Regions from separate parts of the Zea mays genome. Here region 1 is linked to region 2. The links are chromatin contacts, called in public Hi-C maps. All regions are on one chromosome and are shown on one strand. Each heading gives the region's core, a stretch centred on a gene start, on an enhancer-like site or on the middle of the called end of the contact. The rest is flanking DNA. Distances are from core to core; before and after follow the strand shown.

The links. Hi-C and Micro-C count contacts between places; a contact is called where the count stands out from the background.
Region 1: a contact with region 2 is called in a Hi-C map of tassel, with 3 times the contacts expected there. The contact joins two enhancer-like sites. A contact is called at or near these places in 3 of 25 Hi-C or Micro-C datasets (ear, leaf and tassel).

What each region holds. Positions count from the first base shown.
Region 1 is chr4:84,677,605-84,683,355 of Zm-B73-REFERENCE-NAM-5.0, reverse strand. No RefSeq gene overlaps it. Among protein-coding and RNA genes, the nearest start is that of LOC103653459, 53 kb to the right of the region's middle. Within about 2 kb of position 2,850, at least 16 of the 20 cell types and tissues checked have an H3K27ac peak or open chromatin away from gene starts, as enhancers often do. A contact at or near this core is called in ear, leaf and tassel, where this site is marked.
Region 2 is chr4:84,516,874-84,522,775 of Zm-B73-REFERENCE-NAM-5.0, reverse strand. No RefSeq gene overlaps it. Among protein-coding and RNA genes, the nearest start is that of LOC111591383, 110 kb to the left of the region's middle. Within about 2 kb of position 4,240, at least 17 of the 20 cell types and tissues checked have an H3K27ac peak or open chromatin away from gene starts, as enhancers often do. A contact at or near this core is called in ear, leaf and tassel, where this site is marked.

The sequences.
Region 1 (5,751 bases), core at 1,601-4,100, 160 kb before region 2:
GGCACCGCCATCAGTGCGCATCGCCACCTTGTTCTTCGTGGAACTGCCACTGGAACCGCCACTTCCCTCGTGATTGGAGCGGAGGCGGTGCTTGTTCATCTTGAGCTAGTCCTCCTCGGTGAGGAAGACGTTCGACCTTGCCGACGATGTGATCAACCTTTTCATCAAGGCGAATAGACGATCCTCCGCCGTGTGTAGTCGCCCCACTAACTCATCGATGGTGAGATCTTTCATATCGCAGAACATTTCAATCGAAACAACTACCTGAATGAAACGAGTAGGGACCAAGAATGTCCATCTTCCACTTCACCGAGAACACAGAGATTACCGACGAGATTGGTAATCTGCATGCCCAAGTCCTCCACAGATTCTCCATCCTTGAATTTGATGTTTTCAAATTCCTGCAGTAGCTTCTGGGTATTCACTTCCTTCACACGATCGACACCAATCCGCATCACCTTCACCGCATCCCATGCCTCCTTCACAGTCTTGCGTTCGCTAAGAGACTGCCACATCTCCTTAGGCACAGAGCGCAGGAGCACACTCATTGCTTGACAGTCTTGCGTCCGCTTGGCACCGGTCCCTGGGTTGATCACCCCCGCTACCCAATTCCTCGAAGTTGCATTGCATCACCATCGCCCACAAGAAGTAGTTGTCGTGCATGAGCATGGGCCACAGTAGCGAACTCTGCCTAACACCGTCGCAGGAGCTCGACGAGTCGCTCATGGCGTTCACCGGTTGTTGGCGTGGTATGACTCACTTCTTCCTTGATGGTCTCCTTAGCAGACTAAATGATCCACCATAGTGCATCCAACCAGCTCCTATACCAGATTGTTGGCGCAGCCGCTCAACAGCGACCATCGTTGGAACATGATCAAGCAGCACGGTCACCGCGAGGACGATGAATAGTAAGAAACCAAAATTGGGATTTGTTTGCTAAGTGGTGCAACACCTTTTCTGGTTTTCATTGCATAATAAAAGACTCGACATGAGTTCCCTCGCCACGATCACAGCTACCCGAAGTGCCTTCTTTCTCGGCCTCCGATGCGACATGCACAATGTGCGCTCATGTATAGATGGCCAAAAAGCACGAGGCCCGTGAGCCCGGCATGAAGCCCGCTTTTTGGGCCCGGTCCGAGCCCGGCACGGTAGAATAAGCGGGCGGGCTTGGACAGAAAACTAGGCACGGCGGGCTAGCCCGGCACGGCCCGTTTACCTCTAAGCCCGTTAAGCCCGTTTTTTTACACTAAAACGTGCTTACCGGCCCGTTTAGCCCGCTTTTCGGCCCGTTTTTTCGTGCTAAACGGGCCGACCCGGCCCGTTTAGGCCCGCTGCGGGCCGGGCTTGGACAGAAAATTAAGTCCGCTGGCTCAGCAGGCCCGGCCCGGTTTTGGCCGGGCTTCACCGGGCCCGGGCCGGGCCGGCCCGTTTGGCCATCTCTACGCTCATGGCGGGGTCGACCTGAAGATGCGGCCACGACGTGCGTCAAGCAGTCTTCGACCGTACCCGCGATTCTACGCTTGAATACATGAACTTTGTAGCAAACTAAACCAAAACTAGTGCACCTAAAGCAGGCTAAATACTTGACACGATTATGGGAGGTTCATGAACAATAATTAATCATCAAAAGTTATTTTAAAAATCATTTTTCCCTTCTTACGTGAATACAGGCGTGGTGGGTGGGCTGCTAGCTGCTCGCGCGCCGTCGGAGCGAGGACACGCGATGACAGGCATATGGAAGTGGAAGCTAACCTAGCAAGAAAGGACAAAGTGACAGAACTGAGCAGCAGATCAACCGTGAGATCATTGGATCAATCCGGGATTAACTATGCTTACCAATCACGGTGGAGGCTTAACATTCTTCCGGACCCCCCTGGCCTCGAGTACGTAGGGCGACGGCCGACAGATGGAACCAACCAGGCGGCTCGGTGTTGCGTCTCCGACATGAACGTGAAGGCTATGCAGGCACATGCATGCAACCTACCGTCGACGCCATTCGTCGGCGTGCACACGGGCCTCTCTTCTTTGGCTCCGCATAACCTCGAGCAGGCACCAGGCGGCTCTCTGGACGGACGCGCGTGTGCACCAGCACCGGAAACATGAACTATTCACAAATGTTCTTAATTAATTCACAAATCCTGTACTCCCCTGAAAACTGAAGCAACTTGGGAGTAGTGATTGAAGCTGACACTTCCATTTGAGCCTTGGAGAGGCACAACAGTAAATTATAAAATTTCAGACTGTTTAAACCGTCAGACATAAATGGTACACCGTCGGATATAAATTATTTCTGGCAGTCTAAGAACCTGTTTGTTTAGCTTTTTTCATATTCTGCCCACTAAAAGCTGTTAAAGACTGTCAAACGTCTTACTTTTCAGCCTGCTTTTATGTCGCTTTAGTTAAAATCGTTCAAAATAAATATGAACACAGAATCAGTCGAGTCATTGTGACAGTAGGAAACCGTCAGTTTTCTACATCCTAAACCCTATAATTTCTTTTACCTTTCACGCACGTAATCTCCACGATACTTAGATTTTCTCCACAGCCAGATTCTTCCCGCTGCAGATCCTTAGAAAAGCTTCTCAGAAAGAGCACAGCAAGAAGGTGCCGCACTGTCTCTATTGTTTTTTTAAAAATTTTGGACCCTATATATTTTTCTAGTAGCTGCATAATCTATATCAAAAGCTGCAGCTCTCCTGAACCCACGTACAGGCCTAAACCATAGAACAAACCGATGGCAGCTTCAAAGCCCATCCGTGATCCCGTCCGAAAACCACACGGCCCGCACAGTGCTTTCGGCAAAGCGTAGACGTGGGCTGGGCTGTTTGCTGCGTGTGCGTGTGCCCAAGCTTCTGGTCTCGGGCACGTACGTGGCTCCTAGATCGCCAGCTCAACCGCACACCGCGCAGGTGCACTGGATCCAGCCGGCCACTGTACCCGCCACCGCCAGAATTCTCTATATCTACTTTTAAAGCACGAATTTTATTCATCATACGTTGTTCATCACAGTCGAAACGCGTAGTTCGGCTTCTCGTGTAACAATAGACCCAAAAAATTATACACAGATAGGCCATAAGATAGCACCCGAGCCTAACACGATAGGAAACCACACACAGCTCACAGCTCAGTACATCGTTCTCACATATTACCACCTCACTAGCTAAGACGATTGACCAAGCGAGCTATAAAAAAGGGGTCGAGTTTCTTCTCAACTCATATTTTTCTTGGCCTTAGACTAAGATAAATTATAATATTTAAGCTTATCAGTTTAATATCTGATATGCAGATCATATATTCACTTTGATAATTGATATTAAATTTATTTTTTATGAATACCAAATACGATTGTGTCGCCCACAAATATGTTCATCTCTTACTTCAAATACTAGTTCTTCAGAAGGAGAGAAAGGAAGAGTAATTGTAAGATAACACCTAGAATAGTTACGAAACCATGTGTCGGATATTGATATTAGGGGTACGTGGGTTATACCCTTGAATACTGTCGGGGACCATAATTAGGGGTACCGTCAAGGCTCCTAAATCTCAGCTGCTAACCCCCATCAGCACAAAGCTGCAAAGGCCTGATGGGTGCGACTAAGTCAAGGATCGGTCCATTCGAAGGACGCGATCACGCCTCGCCCGAGCCCAGCCTCGGGCAAGGTCAGCCGACCCCGGAGGATCTACGTCTCGCCCGAGGCCCCCCTCCAGCAACGAACACACCTTCGGCTCGCCCAAGGCCCAGTCTTCACCAAGAAGCAACCTTGGCCAAATCGCCACGCCAACCGACCAAATCGCAGGGGCATTTAATGCAAAGGTGGCCTGACACCTTTATCCTGACGCACACCCTCCAGTCGACAGAGCCGAAGTGACCGCAGTCACTTCGCCGCTCCACTGACCGGTTTGACAAGAGGACAGCGCCGCCTGCGCCGCCCCGACTGCTGAGCCACTCGACAGAGTGAGGCTGACAGCAGCCAAGTCCGGCCCTAGGCGCCATGGGAAACCCCGCTTCGCCCCGACCCCAGGGCTCGGACTCGGGCTCAGCCCCGGAAGACGACGAACTCCGCTTCGCCCGACCCCAGGGCTCGGACTCGGGCTCAGCCCCGGAAGACGACGAACTCCGCTCTGCCCGACCCCAGGGCTCGGACTCGGGCTCAGCCCCGGAAGACGACGAACTCCGCTTCGCCCGACCCCAGGGCTCGGACTCGGGCTCAGCCCCGGAAGACGACGAACTCCGCTTCGCCTGACCCCAGGGCTCGGACTCAGCCCTGGCCTCAGCCGACGGTCTCCGCCTCGCCCGACCCGGGGGCTCGAACTCGACCTCGACCTCGGAAGACAAACTCGACCTCGACCTCGGAGGAGCCTCCACATCGCCCAACCCAGGGCACGGACCGACCACGTCAACAGGAGGTGCCATCATTACCCTACCCCAAGCTGACTCAGGCTACGGGGAACAAGACCGGCGTCCCATCTGGCTTGCTCCGCCAGACAAGTAATGATGGCGCCCCGCACGCTCTATGACGACGGTGGCTCTCAGCCCCCTTACGGAAGCAAGAGGACGTCAGCAAGGACTCAACAGCCTCGACAGCTGTCCTTCCGCCAGGCTCCAGTGCTCATCCGACGGCCACGACACCACATGAACCGGGTGCCAAAACCTCTCCGGCTGCCACGATGGCATGTACTTAGGGCGCTAGCTCTCCTCCGCTAGACACGTTAGCACACTGCTACACCCCCCATTGTACACCTGGATCCTCTCCTTGCGCCTATAAAAGGAAGGACCAGGGCCCTCTTACAGAGGGTTGGCCGCGCGGGGAAGGACGGGACGGCGCTCGCGTGAGGCCGCTCGCTCCCTCCCGCGTGGACACTTGTAACCCCCTACTGCAAGCGCACCCGACCTGGGCGCGGGACAAACACGAAGGCCGCGGGATTCCACCTCTCACGCCCGTCTCCCTCCGGCTGCCTCCCCCCTTCGCGCTCCGTCTCGCGCTGACCCATCTGGGCTGGGGCACGCGGCGACAATTTACTCGTCGGTCCAGGGACCCCCGGGTTTCGAAACACCGACAGTTGGCGCGCCAGGTAGGGGCCTGTTGTGTGTTGACGAACAGCTTCCGGTCAAGCTCCAGATGGGCAGTCTCCAGCAACCTTTCCAGCCCGGGACGGTGCTCTGTTTCGGGAGTCTTGAGTTCATGTCCCTCGACGGCAGCTACGACATGATACTCCTTCCCCCGCCGTGCGACAGCGACAATGGCGGCCGACAGCCCGCCCGCCGGCGGCGGAATCGACGACGTCTTCCCCGCGTGGTGGAAGAACAACATTCGAGCTCACCCCGTCCCCTCCCCTGCCGATGGAGGAGGAGGCGGGGCAACCAAGGCCAAGCAGGAGGCGGCACCTCGTCGGCTGTCGAGCGAGTCGACGGCGCCGGCGCCCCAACGGGGGGCACGTCGGGCATCGACCTCGCGTCTGAGACGAAGACGAGCGCCGTCTCCCCGCAACACGCCAATCCCAAGCAAACGGACGATGCCAGCACGCTCGCGAAGGACTTGCTGGGCGTCACCCTCGTACCTGAGACGATGGTGCAGTCAGTCCCTGACGTGACTTCGTCACCACCCGTCAACCAAGAGGTACCAACCGATTCCCATCTCACGCCTTTTGGATTCAGCCTCGACCCGCCAAGCGACTTCGCTTTGGTGGGCGCTCTCGTAGAGGCGAGTCCAAACCCTCTGGGGTATCGTATGCGGTCACCCTGGGACCGGC
Region 2 (5,902 bases), core at 2,991-5,490:
CGCAGGAAATTCTGTTGATTGCCCCTGGCCCCAGCATCGTCAATGGGGACTGTTGGTACCTACCTTGTAAACGTAGAAGCAGAGACATGCTGATCCAGCAGCGCCGCAACTTGGATCGAAGATAGAGCTTCTCTTTTTGAGTTGTCGCTCGCAGGCTCGGACGCGAATGAAAGGGGCATCAAGTCACTGTACTGAACCCTGTCCATGGATGGATATGATACTGCGTCACTGAAAGCGCTGTTGCAAGCTCAACCATGCAGATCGTTCTCCACGTCGCCACTCGCTTGGCATTAATCCGTATCGAATTCTACTACTTTTACACTGTTTTGTTGTTTTTTGTCTTTATAAATTATATGGCTTTGAATCCGAACAGCAACGAAACGAGTGAGAAGTGAGGTGAGGACCCCGCTTCTACTTTTCGAGACGGAGGAGGACGAAGCAGCGGCCGTTCCTTTCAAAAGCCGCCGTGCAGCTGGGTGCAGCTACCAAGTGGAGTGGTCAGCTACTAACCACGTGTGTCAGAGCCAAGCAAGCTGCACCCACAAGTCTAACCTAACCAGCAGCCGGCGACCACCTACAAAAGGCGTCGGTTCACGGGCCTACAATACAAATAAACGCATCAAACCATCCTGCTGCTGCTGCATCTCTCATGGCCTTCGTCCTTCCTGTGCATGTCGTCTAGTCTAGCAGCTTGCTGGAGCTACTAGCATTGGACGACGACGTCTCGAGGTAAACACCATCGATCGATCTACTGACGTACGTCTTAGTTCAGAGCATCGCTAGCTCTTCATGCTTTGTAGTTAAGAAAATGCCTGGTCGTGGAAAGATACATCTATTTTGCTTGTTTTTTTGAAGTAGCGTAGCTTTGCAACATGGTGACACTGACGATCTCTCTCTTCTGTTTGTGTTTCATATATTGACAGGTCTCATGCGCAGAGACGTCTATATATATGCAAAAAAAAAGGCGATGCTGCGTGCTCCGTACCGGGCTCTTTGTCAGGTAAACAGCCCTTGGATTCGGGCCTCGAGTTCGTTGTCTGTTCGACCTCGCATTCACCTGAACCCACTGCAGAACCCGGATACATGGTTGGAAGTTGGAACCACATGAAACATATTCTGAAAAAAAAAATAAACCCTCCTTTTGCGATGAACTCATGTACAACAATTTCACACCTACCTGTTTTCAATATATAAAATAAGATAATATTGTAGATCTATCTAACTCGAATTTTCTTGTATGCACAGTACAGTAGGGTGTGCAGAGCTTTCCACTTTTCTGTGGTTGTAGGGAGTAGATTCTGTGGTTTAAACCGTTTGTTAGCCGTTTCGTTTAACAGGGATTGGGATCTGAGACTATTCCGGCTAGTCAATGCTAATATAAATAAACCTATCATTCTAGCTGGAACTAACCATTCCAACGGAACCGTTCCGGTATAAACGAAGAACAAGCCTTTATTAGGAGGTAGACAACGATTTAAGACACACTAAGCTTAGGTCATGTTTGTTTGTGCTTTTTCAGATTCTGGCCACAAAAGACTGTTGCGTCCTAACAAATGTTCTTGATTTTCAGCCCGCTTCTATAAGAATCGTTTTGGTAAAAATTGTTCAAAATCAATATGAACATAGAATCAGTCGAGTCGTCATGATAGTAGAAATTCATCACTTTTTAGATCTTGAATTTTTTAGACCACTTCATTTTACTCCGCACGTAATACTCACGATATACATATTCTTCTTACAGTTAGATTCTCTCTACAGCTATATTCTCAGAAAAGCTAATCTGAAAAAAGCTAATCAATAGGTCATATATATCTTTTCCTACCGCGCAGCTCATCTTCATTATTCTCATGCCGACATCAACGAAACCGGCTGCGTTGATGTTCACCAACGAAACGCCCAAAGCAATACATAGATCTCAGTCCAACGGTGTTCATGTGGATTTTTTGTGGGGTATCCATGTGGAAAATTGATGTGGTGTTAACGTACTTAGGTTTCTCGGTTCTTTTTAATTTTTAAACATAACTTATACATTTAGAAAAGCCAGAACATCATATTATAATTTAAAGTGGAGGGGCGGGGCACTCGAGAAAAACAACACTAGCTTATTTAAGCATAAATGGATACGTCAAAAAAAATCCAATATATCAAAGATGTTTGGTTTCTAAGGACTATTTTTAGTCCCTCTATTTTCTTCTATTTTAGGTCCTAAATTGTCAAATACGGAAATTAAAACTTTATTTTAGTTTCTATATTTGATAATTTAGAAACTAAAATAGAATAAAATGGTGTAACTAAAAATTAGCCCCTAAAATCAAACATTCCCTTAGGCCTTAGTACAACTCCCCGAAATATAATATATTGACCATTTGCTTGTGCCCTTGTAGAAATGGATGCAAAACAATTTACCTGCTTTCTTTTTATATGTAAAATACAGAAATTTCAAAGCTAAGAACATTATTTTTTATCTCTCTAAGAAAATAAAATAAGACCAAATTACCCTACTGTATACTACCTACGTTTTCAAATATTTGTCGTTCGCTAGTTAATTTTTGAACTAAAACACGACAAATAAAAAGAGCGTATGGAGTAGTATACGTTTCCAATAGTGCATACATATAAGAGGTCGGATAGGCAACGAACTTGAGCGCCGCAACGAAGGACTGTATATTTGACATGGCCAGGTATGGAACAACATGCATCATGTATATCGCTGCACCATTTCGTCATTGTTTAAATCGATTGCCTCCATGCATATGCTCTCTATACAAAACACTTCATCTGTTCTAAAATATAATATGTTTTATTTTTTAGGTATATTGTATTTATTATATATCTAGATACATAGTGTATATCTAAGTGTATTGTAAAAGCTACTCCCTCGATTCTAAATTATTACGAGACGTTGGCGTTTACGAATCTATTTACTTTATTATACAGTTAGATATACCATATGTCTAGACACATAGTAAAAAAAAATATCTAAAAAGTTAAAATATCTTATAATTTAAAATTGAGAAATATGTATCTTGAAAATCCAAAACATATATAGAATGAAGGGAGTATTTTTTTTATAATGTACACAACTTGAAAAACAGGCTAAGCTTACTTGTTTGCATTGTACGGTCAAATGTTTTCCTTGCTTTGGTTACTTAGATATATAGATAGGTAGTCTCATTACAGACGGTTTGGAAGTGTCATTGCATGCAGTTTGAGTTTCCCCGTCGGTCTGGGCATGCAGTTGTCGTCCGAGCTAAAGGAGTGAGGGCGAAGGTACATACGTGAGCGAGATAGATGAGAAAGACGATGTGCGTGTGCCTGTTATCTCTCTCTACATACTGGCGTTTATTAAAGGATCAGTTTAAAAACTTAAATCTTTTTGGACCCCTCTACTTTTTTTAAAAGTAAGAAATTCATGAGGATCTGATTTAATAAGATATTTATTTATTACGGGAGTCTTTTTTTTTCTTTTAGGTTTGGTTTTCTTTGCTTTCAGATTAGTCCTAAGGGGTCAGTGTCTGCCTTTCTAGGCACACGTACGGAGGTGAAGCTAGGACTGAGGCTCCAATGCTTGAGTGGTACCGAATAGTACGGAGTATGTCCTAGATTTTAATGTCTTGTTTTTGTTAAGTTGTATTTCAGAAGATACTAGCAAAAAAAGGTTTATTTTAAAATTACTCTAGTTGTTCGGAGAGTACCAAGCCACTAGACTGTTCGTTTCGGATTAAATCAAACAGTTAGAATTGCTGCAGCTATAATTTATAGAGATAAAACATTGTGTAAGAGCAGTAGAAGTCGGGCGAATAGCCGACACGTTTCAAACGGAACCTCGTCGTGGCAGAACGGACACAAAATCCATCCATACTTCAGTTTTTATCTGACAAAAAGAAATCATCGCTTCAGTGGCGGTTTGGTTAGATGTTTCTGTCAGGGATCAGTTTAGAGTGGTATATATTCCCTTTGTTTTTTTGTTTGGTTAGGCTAGTTCATAACGGTTAACACATACTCATCTCTTTTCGTTACGACTTTCCAGCTAGTGGTAATACATAACATTAACTAACCAGATATATCTCGCTTTCTATTGCACCGTAACTAATAGCAATGGGATGCCCCTGGTGGCTGCGCAGTGGGTCCGTGGGGCGAAGGCGAAGCTGACCACGCCTAGACCGTAGCTGCGTGGCTGTGGACCGGTGCGGCAACGGAGGGAGAGGCGGGGTCCGGCCAAAGGCCAACACCTGCGGCCCAGCCCCGTACCGTACCGTACCTCCCCAACAGGCCGGGCCAGGGGGCAGGGCCGCAGGGGCCCTGGTGCTGTACTGCTGTCCGAACTCCGAAGTGATGAAGCGCGCAGCCGCACGCCGGCCGCATGGAGTACGTTCGATCCGACGTGAGGCACCTGCTTCGCGTACACAGAGTCCGAGTCCACTGCATCGATGTTTGCTTGCTGACAAGTGGACTCAACGTGAGGTCCGTGAGTTCCCTCTACACTGCTCTCTGCTCTGCTGCGGCTGCGGGTGGTTGGTCGGTGAGCGGGGTGGACGGAGCGCGCCGTCGTAGCATCGCGGTGAGCTGGCCAGCTGGGGTGTGGGGTGGGGATAGGGGGGGAACCGAACAGGTGGCATTTGGCGGCATGCGGCAGCAAATGCGTCCAGCGTACTCCAGTTTGTGCCGGCCTGGCGAAACTCTGACGGGCCCCACTTTCTGCCTCGTCCTTAGACGAGTTATTTGCCCATTCGCCATTATCAAATACGGGTTTCGTCCAAATGCCATCATAAAAATGGGTTTCGCCGCTACGCTATTTTCAATCATTGTTCAACAGACAAAATGCCATTTTATCCCTTCAGCACATTATAACCTTCGGCCATTTAACGCCGTTAACTGTACAAATAAGAGGAGCGTTCGAAAACTGGCACATAGGCTGTTCCAACCCAGGTTCAAAAAAAAACGTCCAGACCAGGTTCAAAAACTACTCCACCCTTGGTTCAAATAAGAGTAGCGTTCAGACCAATAAATTGCTCCAACCCAGGTTCAGATAAAGCGTCCAGACCAAGCTGACTAGTGCTGTTCTGATGGAAGTTGGCGCAAAAAAAATTCTGTGCTTTCTAGCGCACAGTACAGAGAAGCACACCAATCTGCAACAAAATCCAATACAGTACAGTTTTCAGCACGGTGCAATTTTCAGCACAGAAATTTCAGCACACCAATCGATAAAGTTCAAATAAAATTTCAGAGATGTTCACAATTCAAATGACCACATAGGTGTTCATAGTTTAGACTCACTGGTTTCATAGATGTTCAGACAGAAAGATATTAAAATTTACACACATTGGACTCATAAAAAGAGTCACACAATTCATATACATTGATTTCAAACAAGTCCAAACAGACTTTGCTTGGTGGCATACACTTGCTGTCAGGTTCATTCACTTGCTGTCAGGTTCTTCTTCTTCTTCCTTGGTGTCATTTTTTTGCAGGCTTTGCATTCTTTGTTGTTGTAAGCTTTGTTGGCGACACATCCAAATCTTTGTTGCTGCCAAGGTTGAAGTCAGCCTGCTCACTTGTGCTCTCCCCAAGCAACATAGCAAGCCCCCTGCAAAAATGATTGAATTAGAATGCAGTTACCATTAGCTGCAACACTAGAATGCAGTTCACAAATAGTGCAGACCTTCTAGTCAATCTAATAGGCTATCTTGTAATATTGTTTCTCTATTTGGTCTGATAGGACTTGATATGATAGCATTTGCCTCTTGCACATTTTGGTCTGCATTAGCTGTCTCTACTAGGTGAACGCTTCATTACCTCTGCTCTCCAATTGAACAACAATTGAAAACTCTGTTCCCAGCTGCCATGCAGTTCTCGTAATGCCTTCTGTCTTCCTTTCCATACAGTGTCATAGTGAATCTCA